Regions from separate parts of the Callithrix jacchus genome. Here region 1 is linked to region 2. Evidence: chromatin contacts called from public Hi-C data. All regions are on one chromosome and are shown on one strand. Each heading gives the region's core, a stretch centred on a gene start, on an enhancer-like site or on the middle of the called end of the contact. The rest is flanking DNA. Distances are from core to core; before and after follow the strand shown.

Evidence for each region. A called contact is a pair of places that touch in the nucleus more often than the background predicts.
Region 1: a contact with region 2 is called in a Hi-C map of skeletal muscle, with 9 times the contacts expected there. The contact joins the promoter of COQ2 here to the promoter of MRPS18C in region 2. A contact is called at or near these places in 2 of 3 Hi-C or Micro-C datasets (both in skeletal muscle).

What each region holds. Positions count from the first base shown.
Region 1 is chr3:114,478,842-114,485,475 of calJac240_pri, forward strand. It overlaps COQ2 (coenzyme Q2, polyprenyltransferase), which reads left to right and starts at 1,781. Exons shown (of 7, transcript XM_008993056.5): 1 at 1,781-2,078. The coding sequence starts at 1,826.
Region 2 is chr3:114,290,682-114,297,959 of calJac240_pri, forward strand. MRPS18C (mitochondrial ribosomal protein S18C) reads right to left here and starts at 5,024. Exons shown (of 4, transcript XM_054253185.2): 1 at 4,906-5,024; 2 at 4,103-4,158. The coding sequence starts at 5,020. It overlaps HELQ (helicase, POLQ like), which reads left to right and starts at 5,241. Exons shown (of 18, transcript XR_004740809.3): 1 at 5,241-5,689.

The DNA of each region.
Region 1 (6,634 bases), core at 531-3,030, 180 kb after region 2:
GCACCTTGTACTTGGTTTAATGCTCTGCTATTGCCATCCTGAAATTCTTAATATATTTTTTTAAACAAAGAGTGTGGCCTAAATTGGAAAGTCATGGATGCAATACGTGACTGATATTACACCCTTTTCAGGTGTGAGTCTGATCTCAATAGTCTCCAACCTAAACAACTAGGAGTGTTGCTAAATTGCCTATTGGCCTTTATTCTTTGCAGGCAGGAGAAAGGCTGGGTACCCCCTGCCTCATTACACCAAAGTGGCCAGGCATTCAACTTGCTGTGCTTGAGACATGCAAGTAGTCACAGAATCATTGTACAGGTTTTAAGGAAAGGAGCCTAAAGCCTAAGTCAATTTCCTAGAATACTAAAATCCAGGTTAGTTTCTTGCCTAGGGTTACCCAGTGAGAGGTTAAATGGGATGATACATGTAAAGTGCCTGGCAGACAGCCATATACAGAGTTGCCTATGAATAAGGTTGCTGACCATCTGAGGCAGGAGGATCACTTTAGCCCAGGTGTTCAAGACCAGCCTGGGCAATATAGTGAGATCTCCTCTCTACAAAAAATTTAAAATTTAGCCAGCCATGGTGGCTTGTGCCTGTGGTCCCAGCTGTTTAGAATGCTGAGATGGGAGGATGGATTGAGCCCAAGAGGTGGAGGCTGCAGTGAACCATGATCCCTCCACTGGTCTCGAGCCTGGATAAGAGCAAGACTCTATCTCACAAAAAAAAAAAAAAAATGCCAACCAGACTTTTCAGCTGCAGGTTCTTAGCATCATACACAGTGGCTGGCTGTTGATTATACCAACTCCTTTGAATGGCTGTCAAATTTTAAATTTTCACTTGTGTAATGAACATCCCTTAACCCTGAATGCGATTTTAATTTACAGTCTTGTATGTGGCCACTTTTTGTTTTAAAATGGCTAATCCTGTATGCAAATTCTTCTTTTGGGTTCAGTAGGTTTTTCAAAGCTTTTTTTTTTTTTTTAACTGTTCCGTATGAATAAACACTATCCTTTTCCATTTATTGAGAAAGCTGATAACAGGGTTAAATTATAGGGGGCCATTGTTCTGAACTAAGTTCCTGCACTAGCTCCCAGCAGTTCAGAATAAGAATCAAGAGTCACCCATGCTAAAGTTCTAAGTCCCAAACTAAAGCTAAGTTGTATCCGACATTCTGAGAAGTCAGGATAGGCAACAACCAATTTTCCAAACAGGCCGTTTCAACATGCAATCGTCAGGACAATTAAGTTCCCTGTTTTAATCTTCAACCTGAAGTAACCTGTTGTTAACCATTTACTTCTCTATTGCTGTTTCCCTGTCCCCGCCTCACAATGAAAGTAATCTGAAGTGACCAATTCGCTTTTTGTTCTCTGCTTTTGCTTTCTTCAGCCCTTTTTCTGTCTATAAAGCCAACTTCCTCTGCTCGCCTCTTTAGAACCCTTATTCTATTTTATGGAATAAGGTGTTGTCCGATTCTATTTTTTGTTTGCTTTTTCCCTCAGAGACCCCTGTTCTGAGCGTTGCCTGATTCTACAATCACAAAGCCAATCGAGATCGAGTTGTAAAAACTTACAACTACATTTGTAATTTTTTTGTCTTTTGCCAATAGGAATTCCTTTTACATTCAGTATCCCTCCCTTAGAGTAAGCGACCACGAGGACCCCCGTTTCAGAAGTAAGGACGCGTAAAGGACCTGCCCACACCACCGACCAGGTTGGCAGGCGCTGATTGTAGTCTGCTGATAGGCCACTGCGCATGCCTCCCGGTGACCACAGGGAATGACGTCAATCCGGGCTCGTCCGGGGCTCGTCCCGGCCTCCCCAGCGCCATGCTGGGTTCGCGAACCACGGAGTTCGCTCGGTGCCTGCGGGCTGTGGCACTAGCGTGGCTGCCGGGCTGGCGGGGCCGCTCCTTAGCCCTGGCGCGTGCGGCTGGCGCGCCCCATGGTGGTGACTTGCAGCCCCCCGCTTGTCCCGGGCCGCGCGGGCGCCAGTTCAGCCTTTCCGCGGCGGCTGTGGTGGACTCCGCGCCCCGCCCCCTGCAGCCGTACTTGCGCCTTATGCGGTTGGACAAGCCCATTGGTGAGTGCGGGTTGGCGGGCGGGCAACCCGGGTATCTCCGGGTAGCAGCCTCGGAGTCCGCTCGGCAGAGCTATCCGCGGCGGCCAGCCATCGCGTGATGGAATTGAGAGCCCGAAAGCTTGGGCTTGGCTGCCCGGTGCCGTGCGCCCTGGGGCGAGTCACCTCGGGACACGTTGAAATGAGAGCCTGAAAGCTTGGGCTTGGCTGCTGGGTGCCATGCGCCCTGGAGCGAGTCACCTCGGGACACTCAGTCGGGACAGTCTCCTAAAGGACCCGCCAGTTTCACATCTGTTGGCACCCTGAGTACCCGAAGCGGGCAAGATAATTCTCGTTCCACAAATACTTGTTTAAGTGGTGACTCTAGTAGAAGGTTCTGTTCTGGTGGCCCTGCGTTTGCGCAGGTTGACAGTATGGAAGCACGCCTTCATTTATTAGAATGTTTGATTCTCCCCGCAATCCTGTAAGGCCCACAAAGACAATAATTAAGACAGGTAAGACTCTGAGGAAACTAAGACTCCTCGTCAGAGCCAGACTAGAAGAACCCGGTGTTCGTCACCCAAAAGGCAAAGATTTAATTCGTTTGAACTCCTCAGGGACAGCGCTTGCGGACTGCCTGTCTGATCACAATCGCCCCCTACAGGAAGATTTTCCTCACCTTCCCGTATTAATTAACACCTACCAACCTCACTTTCTATTGCTTTATCCTCAATTTTTCTTAATAGCACTCACCACTAACTAACCTTATGCACTTATTAGTTGATTGGCTTCTCCATTAGTGTTAATTAATAAGTTTCTACTACACTGTCCGACCATGGAGATAGAAAGAGCTATGGAAACTCTTTGCTTTCAAGGAACTCTGGTCTAGTTGAAAGACTATTTGGTGAGCTAGGAAAGTATGGATCAAATATGAGTGGTACAGATAGTAAGTGCTATGGGGAAAAGAGAAATTACTGTGGATCCCTTGCTGGAAAGTTTCGAGAAGAAATTATACTCCAGAGGGCAAGCTGATTTTGCAGAGGAGGGAAGAGATCTTAGTGCGGGAAGTATTTTTGCAAAGACCCAGGGTGGAGTGTTAGAGCACTAAGAATATGAGCCTGACCTGAAACACCAAGTGGGTGTGGAAAATGGGAAATGAGAAAAGAACGGGTTTGAAGAAGCTGGGTGACATGGAGGAATAGAGGATGAACTCCAGCCAGTCTAGATGGTGACATTTGCCATTGCAGTGTATGGAGATGCATTCAAAAGCCTAGGTACATTCACTCCACTTTTGCCCATACGAGACCCAAATCAGGCCTTGCTTTTTGTTTCTAGATTTATGTACGACCTATTTGAGATCAGAGCACTAAGTTATACCAATCAGCTATTAAAGCATAAAAGCATATTGAATGATAGGTACAGCTCTGCCATCATTGGGAGGCTGTGTATGACCCCCATGCGTTTTGGGGCCAGATTCACATTGAGAGGCATACATTTGCAAGCGCAGTTCCAATCTGAAGCCTGACTATTCTGTTCTCAGAGTCTGTGGCATGGAGCTGCACTATAGGCCTACAGATGAACGTCTACCATTATTCCCATTTCCCCAGTTAAACCTCCGGCTTCTATCTTAGTGGCTGGACCTTCTGCCTTGTAACAGGAGGCAATGGAGGGGTTATGAGCAAAGCTTTGGAGCCAGACATCTTGGATGTGAATCTGCTCATCTGAGGGACCTTGATTAAATTATAAGCCCTCTCTGGGCATCTATTTCTCATCTGTAAAATGAAGATACTATTAATAGTAATATGGACTTTATGAGGTCATGAAAATTCATTAATATATGTTAAATGCTTAGAACACTGCCTGTCTTAATATATGCTGAAGAAATAGCCATTATTATCTTAGAAGTGGGGACTGGAGAAAATTGTACTTACAGATTATGTATGTTAAGATACCAGTCTGCCTGGTTTCACTCTAAATAAGGTGATCATTACAGGATTTTTCAGAAAACTATAGTACTATGTTAGAATTCATTCCACAAATATTTTTCAAACCCCTATCATATGCCAGGAACAATAATTGACAGTAGTAGAACTCCAGGTTTGATAATTTTTTATTTGAATTCTTTTTTTATGGGATAATTGTATGTTCATTGTTTTATTTTGTTGAAGTTACGACTTGTTACCTTCATTGATCAGTAGCAGGTTTCATTGTTTTTGAGAAGGCAATACAGCTTCTTTCAAATGGGCCACCCTACTTTATTCTAGAAAGTTTCAGCAGGTGGCACTCTTTCCATCAAATTGGGAGTGTAATTTTTTGTTTTACCACATTTATGGGTGATTATGTTGTCTTAAAGATCATCTGTCTTTGATCTGCCCATCATCCCTCAGAACTTGCTCATTTTATTTCATCTCCTATACAGTTTTTCCTTTTTCTACTAGAAACATTTCTTTTTGCAATCTACTTGTCTCTTGTCTTTGCTACCTCTCCATCTTTCTTCACAGAAAAATATGGAGGATGAAAGTGTCATACGGAAGACAGAAAAAAAAATGTCACTAGGAATCAGTAGGGACAAAAGAACACGTGAAACTGAAGTATACAGAGAGATTTAGGGTGTACAGAGTGACAGCACTGGACTTAGGGCACAGACTGCAGCCAGACCATCTGGGTTAGAATTCCACCTTGGCCGCCTTCTACCTGTGTGGTTTTGGGCACAATTACTCCCTCTCTGCGTTAGTTTCTGTATTTGTAAAATGATTGTAATAAAAATAATGCCTATCTCATAGGCTTGTTGTGAGTCAAAAGTGTTCTATGAAACCACCTGGTACAGTAAGTGCCATGTATCTGTTATTGTTGTCATAACCATCATAATTAATATTGTCATCTCATAACGACTCTATGAGGTAGCTGTTCTCTTCCCTTATTTACAGGTGAAATGGAGACTTAAGCCTTAAGATACTTTACTGTCTAGTGTTACTCAGCTTACAAGTGGCAGGCATAGAACTGAGAAGTCGTCTTACTTTCCCCTTCACTGTAGAAACTTTTGTCATCTGTAGGGGAGCTCTACAGATTCCTATCAGTAAGTGAATACGATCCTTTTTTTCTTTGAGATGGATTCTCACTCTGCCACCCAGGCTGGAGTACAGTGGCACCATCTTGGCTCACTGTCAACCTCTGCCTCCCGGGTTCAAGCAATTCTCCTGTCTCAGCCTCCCGAATAGCTGGGATTACAGGCACCCACCACCATGCCTGGCTAATTTTTGGAATATGGTACTTTCAATACAGACTTTTGGTCAAGGCAGTTTTGTTCCTGACACAAAACACTATACGTAGTGACACATCTTTCTGTCTAGAATTTTTTTCTTTTCAGTGGAACCTTCAGTTCTAATTGTACCATGAAACTAACAACTGTGAAGCAGTATTCTTTCTTCTCTAGCCCAGGAGGATAGGATCAGCCAGCTATTCCTCTATCCCTTGTGAGCTATACTTATAGCTCCAGGGTAAAGAAAGTAGTTAAACCTATTAGGTTTTACTTAAATGACTCTTTATCTGTTTCCTCATCTGTAAGACAGGGTTATTAACGGAATCTGCTATGTAAGAATGTTACTTGGAAGGCTGAGGCGGAAGTATTGCTTAAGCCTAGGAGTCAGAAGTGTCGTCAACTATGATCTTGTTACTGCACTCCAGCCTGGGCAACAGAGCTGGACCCTGTCTAATAATATAATATATAAAGATGTTGCTGAAGATTAAATAAGTTTAGACATATAAAGCATTTAGAACACTGCCTGACACTTTGTGAACGCTCCGTAAATATTAGCCATTGTTACTGTGGAGTGTACCAAGTATTAAGTCTGTCCAGGACAACCTGACTTCCGGTCTGGACTGGCCATTTCTCAAGGTTTTAGTTGAGGCTTCTCCTTGACTTTTCCGTTGTGTAAATGTAAATCCCCTTTGGAAAAGACCCTCTGATTCCTCCCTACCCCCTCCCAAAACTAGCTAACTATCTTGGATAGTTTTGTTTTATACCTTTGTAGGACCCTGTTCTTGTCCTGTTGTTGGATTGATCTTTTGTTGTTACTGCTTATTTAGCTGCATTTCTTCCTTTTGATTTATGAGCTGCATGAAGGCAGAAGCCACTTCTCTCTTACCCACCATAGTATTCCCAGTTCTTACCACAGTCGTGGTACAGAGTACATGCTTCATAAATATGTGTAAATGAATAAAGCTTAAACTTAGTGAAGCTTAAACATGATTACAGCGACTTTAGTCATTTGACCATTTTTCTTCAGGATCTGAACTTTCTTTAACCCCAAATCCCTTTTCTCTTGTATCCCTCAATAGGGAAGGAAAGCTCAGAATTTATCTAATAGGCACCATATTTAAATCAGTTGGAAGACTTTCTTTTAGAAGTAGAATATTGGCCAGGTGCAGTGGCTCACACCTGTAATCCTAGCACTTTGGAAGGCCGAGGTGGATGGATCACCTGAGGTCAGAGTTCAAGACCAACCTGGCCATCAGGGCAAAACCCCTCTTAGAAAATAAATAAATAAATAAATAAGAAGTAGAATGTTAAAGTTCATATG
Region 2 (7,278 bases), core at 3,774-6,273:
AATAATAATCCAGGTTTTGTGGGCCATACAGTCTCTAACACCATCACTCAACTCTGCTGTTGTAGCACAAAAACAACCATATGGCACTATGTAAACAAAACTACAAAAACAAGTAGGGTTGGGTGCAGTGGCTCATGCCTGTAATCCCAGCACTTTGGGAGGCCAAGGCGGGCAGATCACCTGCGGTCAGGAGTTCAACATCAGCCTGGCCAATATTGAAAAACTGTCTCTACTGAAAATAAAAAATTAGCCAGGCATGGTGTCGAGCGCCTGTAATCCCAGCTATTCAGGAGGCTGGGCAAGAGAATCGCTTGAACCCAGGAGGCAGAGGTTGCAGTGAGCTGAGATTGTACCTCTGCACTCCAGCCTGGATGACAGAGTGAGACTACATCTCAAACAAAAACAAAAGTGGCATTTGTATGCTTTTTTTTTTTTTATGATGAACCCAATCAAGAAAAAAGGGGGACAGGTCGGATTTGGCCTATGAGCCATAATCTGCTCATACCAAGTTTAAGTATTAATCTAGGAATGAGTATAGGATATTCCAAAACATCAGAAAACAGTTTTTAAACCCCAAGTTTTCTATATAGTTAAACTCTGCATACGACAGCAAAATAATAATCCTTTTGGCCTAAGAGGCTTTTTCAGAATACCTAGCTCTAGTCCCTCTAGTATCTGATCTAATAGTAATTTACAGCACAATTTGAAAATTTGACAGTTTTCTTAAATGACAGAAGTAGACTGATATAATTCTTATCTGCATTTAAATTCCCATGATAAAAAACAAAATACCTGTAATGTGCCTTCCATAAATGCATCCAGTAAATGGAGAAACAAACTGGGACAAAAGCTGTTTTGGAGTTTTATTTGGAGGGGAAAAAAAAATATTTGTTATTTATTCTTAAATGTGTAAATTTCAAAAAACAGCCTTCAAGTTATATAAAGCTTTACTAAATTTCAGACACATTTCATAAAATATGAGAAAAAATATTGTTATCCATCCTGTTATCTTCTGAAGTAGTATTTTCTATCCCATATGTCAAAAGTCTATATATAATTAAATAGCAGATTAATCAGCATATTCATTCAATGCTAAATCTGTTTTCTTGACTTCCGCAGATAACTTTCTAAAACACTGCTGAAACAAGCTACTAAAAAATTTCATCTATCAGGACAGGCTATCACATTACCCTCTGATAATAATCATTAAGACAAATTATCAGAGGGTAGTGAGATTTTCAGGAGGTACAAGTATACCAGGCATTTGCTGTAATTTATGTTTTATTAATTTAAATGCTTCTTTAGAATTTTCTAGGTGCTAGTCATTGTTCTTGGCACTTTACATAATCTTCCTAGTATGTGTGTTTGTAATTTCTTGGTTTTTCCCTCAAAGGCAGCTATTACTGTATACTACTGTCAATATACGGAATTCATTTTTTGTTTTGTTTTGTTTTTTGTTTTTTTTTGAAGCAGTTTCACTCTTGTCGCCCAGGCTGGAGTGCAATGACATGATCTCGACTCACTGCAACCTCTCCGCCTCCCGGGTTCGAGCAATTCTTCTGCCTCAGCTTCCCAAGTAGCTAGGATTACAGGCATGCGCCACCACGCCCAGCTAATTTTTGTATGTTTAACAGACAGGGTTTCATCAAGTTGGCCAGGCTGGTCTCAAATTCCTGACCTCAGGTGATCCGCCTGCCTTGGCCTCCCAAAGTGCCAGGATTACAGGTGTGAGCCACCACGCCCAGCCAATATATAGAATTCTAGTGCCATTCACTTCCCCCAAATTTGAACTTCTAACCTGCTGAGAGTTAGACGAGATAATATGTGAAGCAGTGATATGGATGGTGAGGTAAGGAGATCAGCTTCATCAGATGAGCTTTTTCCAAAGTTCTGGCCCTCACCAATTGAGAATCACCACCATAGTGAACTATTAAAATGTTTGGGGCAGTAAAAAAAAAAAAAAAAAAGAGTGGTAATAATAGTAAATGAGGAAGAGCCAAGGTGCTTTTACTTGAAGAAAGCAGAAATAAACTTATACATAGAATTATAACCAGATTTGAAATTATGAAGTTACTAAAAAACAGTTACCTCTACAAAAGCCTTCTATAAACTGACTTGATTCTCTATAAGCAGATCTATCAGAAGCAAAATCCTAAAATAAAGTATAGTGAAGTAAAACCAGATCTCACCTGTACATTCTTATAATCTACACGCTTTCCACACAAGATACACTTCTTAAGTGGTTCTTTATAAGGGTTTTCCATTGGAATGGGCTAGGAAAAAAAATGGAAAGTCTGATAATAGGATGTGTTCATTCTGAATTTTAAAAGGTTACTATTCTACATTCAAATCCATTCAAAGGATTCGTTATACCTTTCTTATGGTGTACATATTTTGTACAAGCATTTTATTTTGTTTCAGTTTAGTCTATAAATTAGCTCATGGGAAGATTCAGGAATAAAGTACAATCTTTGTAGAATAAAAGGGTTTATGGCAGAAAAATAAATTATGTCTGATAAGAAAGTGACTGTTTCAATGCTTTGCCCAGATTGTAGATAATGAAAAAAATTTTAGATAACATGCCATTCTTAAATGAGTGCAATCCCTAATTTATCCATCCCCATGTCTATCAAGTATTTTATCATTATTTTTATACACAGATAATGGCCCATGACTTACTGTAATAAAAGGTTCTTTATCATCCCAGACTACTATATAAGTTTGCATCCGCCTTTTTGGCTTTTCTATTATCACTATTGCCTCTATTTTTCTGTCACAGTGCCTTCCTCCTACTATCAGTATGGCTGTCTCCAGGATGGAGGTTCTCAACCTAGAAATGGCTTTGAAACCCATGACTCCCTGTAATTGTATGCAAAATTTCAAATGAATGGGACTGTGTGCCTTTTTCTGTGGAGAGGATCCATAAATTTGATTAGAGACAAAGGGATTTATGAACTAAAAAGAATAAAGTCCCTTTACTTTCTTAAAGTATGGGGGTTAATCAGATTACCAAGACACATGCTCAGAGAAACTAGACAAGTTCCTTTGTTTTTTCCAATTCCTCCAAAATTTCCAATTTACATTCAGCTCTCATGACTACATTCCTCAGCTCTGTGCAAGTGCTTTGTATAGTCTTAGTGTCAAATTACCTTTGTATGCAGTAAGAACCTGTGCTTTCAAGTCCATACTAATACTTTAAACTCATAAAAATATGCCAACAGGTTAGAGTAAACTGTATTTAATGTCTTGGTGTAAAACTTTAATTTTGATCCCTAATTTTTTTTTTTTTTTTTTTTTTTGAGCCAGTCTCAGACTCTTGACACCCAGGCTGGAGTGCAATGGTGTGATCTTGGCTCACTGCAACCTTCACCTCCCAGGTTCAAGCAATTCTCCTACCTCAGCCTCCCGAGTAGTTGGGATTACAGACATGCACCACCACATCTAGCTAATTCTTTAGTATTTTTAGTAGAGATGAGGTTTCACCATATTGGCCAGACTGGTCTCAAACTCCCTACCTTGTGATCTGCCTGCCTCAGCCTCCCAAAATGCTGGGATTACAGGCATGAGCCACCACACCAGCCTTGATCCCTAATTTCTTAAGGCAGCCCTCCAAATGAGACAAAGGTAGGAAAAAAATGTGAATATACAGCTAAGCTTTGTACAGTCTCTTTTCAGTTATCTAAAATTCTACTCACCCAAACTACCTTTAAAAATTCCCAAATCATTTGCTTACAGAGGGCTATATAAAAAAATAATGGTGATAAATTTGAGAATAAAATAATGTAAAAAATAATAAACAATTCCCAAATGACATATTCTTAAATTTAAGATCTAGGAAGAAAAATATGGTATTATAGCAGCTTTGCTTCTTGCAAAGTAGGGGAAGCTAGGAATTCCCTTACTTCAAAACTCATCTAACTGATGCCAATTCATCATAATTTCTGAATTCAGAGTAATTATTATCTAATTGTTTTGTCCTACAGCAGAACTCTATTCGAGTAGCTAAAATAAAAGATGTTAGAGTGTAATATCAGTTCTCATTCAAAAATTATAATTTGGTCATATTTGCAAGTGCCTTACTAACAGAAAAAAAAATTCTTACCAGGTCTTCATTGCTGGCTACCTGTTTATATTGTGAACAACCTCTTCTCCACAGCACTGCAATTAAACAGAAACAGCAATTAACGATTTCTTTTTCTTAGGTGAATAGCTAAGGATTTTTGTTTTTATGAAGACGGAATGAATTAAGGGACACAATATGAAAGAATGGTTTTATATTCATTATATTCAGAATGACTGGTTAAGTACCTTTAATTTATATTTGGGACAGATTAAGACTTAACATGGGTGTGCATTCCAGGGCTTTGGGGGAAAACACATGTTTTCTCGCCCATACAACCACTCATCTGCTCTCTTTCTGACATTCCCTTCATTCCATGGTTAGAGAAAATGCTTAATGCAAATTCTTACAGGAGAAGCAACAAGCACTGCCATACCAAAAAGAAAATGAGTAACAGACCCGTCCCAGAGATAACTTACAGAGAAGATAAAATTGCAAATATATAGATGTGAAGACCTCTGTCACAATTTCGTTCTGCCTGGGAACCTTAGACATCTGGAATTTGCTGCTGGGCGACTGTGGAAATGTCCCTTCCTCGCTAAGATTATCCAGAGATCTCTACTTTTTTAATAACCACTCCAACTTCCTCATACGTTTAAATATTTTAAAGGAGTGGACTAGACACTAAAACTAGCCATGGGCAGTTAAAGATTCCCATCCATCTTGGAGAAATTTAATCGCCTAGAAACTAGAGTCGTTTTGATGACAGTGACGACTCCACCAACCATTAGGACTAAGGTCATGTCTGCAACGCTACAATGGAGCATATGATATGGAGACTTTACCAGTGTGAATCCCGGGATGTGTAAGGCTGACAGCAGCGGTTACCAGGTGTGTCAACTTCTTCCTCCTTAGACCACCACAAACAGCAACCATAGTGGCCATGATTCCGCGTTTCATCCACTTCCTTTAGTTCCAAGTCGTTCCGAAAAGTCCCTTCCGCTGCTCTTCCCCTGTTGGCTTGAGTACCCGGTTCAAAGGTTCCGCGGGAGAACGCTCAGGACCCACGAGAATTGGTGAGGTTTTCAATACGCATGCGCAGCACCATTTGGTTCTGGCCCTCACGTCGTGGCAGGTCACGTGCCGCTTATGATTGGACAAGGAGAGGGCAGACATTTATGTTTGCTTCCGGTCCGCGAGCCCTGAGAACTAACTTGGGGGCTTTTCCCAAGGTGGATGTAAAGGAGCGCCCTCCTCCTACTCTCACTTCCATTCGGGTTTAGCGTCTGGGTCACTTAGAATGACTTCTGAATAGGGCCCTGGACCCTTGCCATGGATGAAGGTGGTTCCCGCATCCGCCGGCGGGTGTCTCTCCCCAAAAGGAAACGTCCAAGCGTGGGGTGCGTTTTTGTCGCTCCCACCGCGGCCAAGCTCGAGCGCGGAGATGAAGAGAAGAAGGAGGAGGAAATGGTGGCTGAGAACAGGCGGCGGAAAACTGCGGGCGTAATACCGGTCGAGGTACAACCCTGTCTACTCTCAGATTCCCCTGATTGTCTTGTCCTCGGAAGTGGTGATACAAACCCGGACCTCCTACGTCACATGCCCACTGACAGAGGGATGGGAGACCAGGTACGGAGGGCTTGGAACTTGAAACTGCAAACGTTTGGCATCCTTCCCAGATGCAGAGTTGACCAGTTTTATCGTCACCTTAGCTTCTCTCGTCTTCGTTACCACTGTTAATCGGCACTTAGGAGTTATTGATTGCCTTGTTATTTACATTTCTGTATGAATATGAAATGTAAACCCCTAGGCATAAAAGTTGTACACACAGCAAATAAATGGCATGACTGAGACGCAAATCTAGGCTTCCAAATAACAGCAGCTCCTACTGTACAAATAAAATCTGCTGTTTATTGAAGACCTGTTATGTGAAACTAGTTACATTATCTAGATTTTACAACAGTAATCAGGCCCTGAATAGTTGAGATACTACAGTTCTTACTCCATTTTACTATAATCACTTTACTATATTGCTGCCTCCAAGTTTACGTTTCTTCTGTGTAGTAGACCACCCCAAGTCAGTGTTCAGATTCTCAGTCTCAATTCCAAATTCCTAAGAACTCCTTCGAGTGTCTACTGGTACAGCCATGATTCTGTTACAGGCCAGTCTCTGTATATTGGAGCCTGGGCGGGCAGAGCTGCAGTTATCAGAAACATCGAATGCGCTGACATTTCGTAGACATCTAGCAGTCTTCCTGCTGTTTTAGTACAGGTTTAAGAATTAGAATCTGGCCAGGCGCGGTGGCTCACGCCTGTAATCCCAGCACTTTGGGAGGCTGAGGCTGGTGGATCACAAGGTCAAGAGATCGAGGCCATCCTGGCCAACGTGATGAAACCCCACCTCTAATAAAAATACAAAAATTAGCCGGGCGTTTGGCACACGCCTGTGGTCCCAGCTACTTGGGAGGCTGAGGCGGAAGAATCGCTTGAACCCAGGAGGCAGAGGTTGCAGTGAGCCGCGACTGCACCACTGTGCTCCAGCCTGGAGACAGAGCAAGACTCCGTCTCAAAAAAAAGAAAAAAATTAGAATCTGGCCGAGTGCGGTGGCTCATGCATGTAATCCCAGTACTTTAGGAGGCCAAGATGGGAGGATCACTTAACCCCAGAAGTTTGAGTTCAAAACCAGCCTAGGCAACAGAGACCTAGTCTCTACCAAAAAAAAGTTTTTAATTAGCCAGGTGTGGTGGCCTGCACCTTAGTCCTAGCTACTTGGGAGGCTGAGGCAGGAGGATCGTTTGAGCCCAGGATGTTAAGGCTGCATTGAGCCATGATCATGCAGTGGCTGGAGCCACTGCACTCCAGCCTGGGCAACAGAGCAAGACCCTGTTCAGAATCCCAGTATCATCACAACACTCATAAACTTGCTGTTTAGGCGAGTAATTTAACCTCTCTGGGCCTCCATTTCTTCAGCTGTAAATTGGTGATAATATCTATTTACATATAGGTGTATGTTCCATATGTGACCACATAATTATATACTTGGTACAGCCCTAGCCTGAAGCTCGTATTCCTTTTTTTTTTTTTTTTGGTTGAGACAGAGTCTCGCTCTGTAGCCCAGGCCAGGCTGGAGTGCAGTGGCACGATCAGGGCTCACTGCAACCTGTGATTCCCAGGTTCAAGCAATTCTCGTGCCTCAGCCTCCCAAGTAGGGATTACA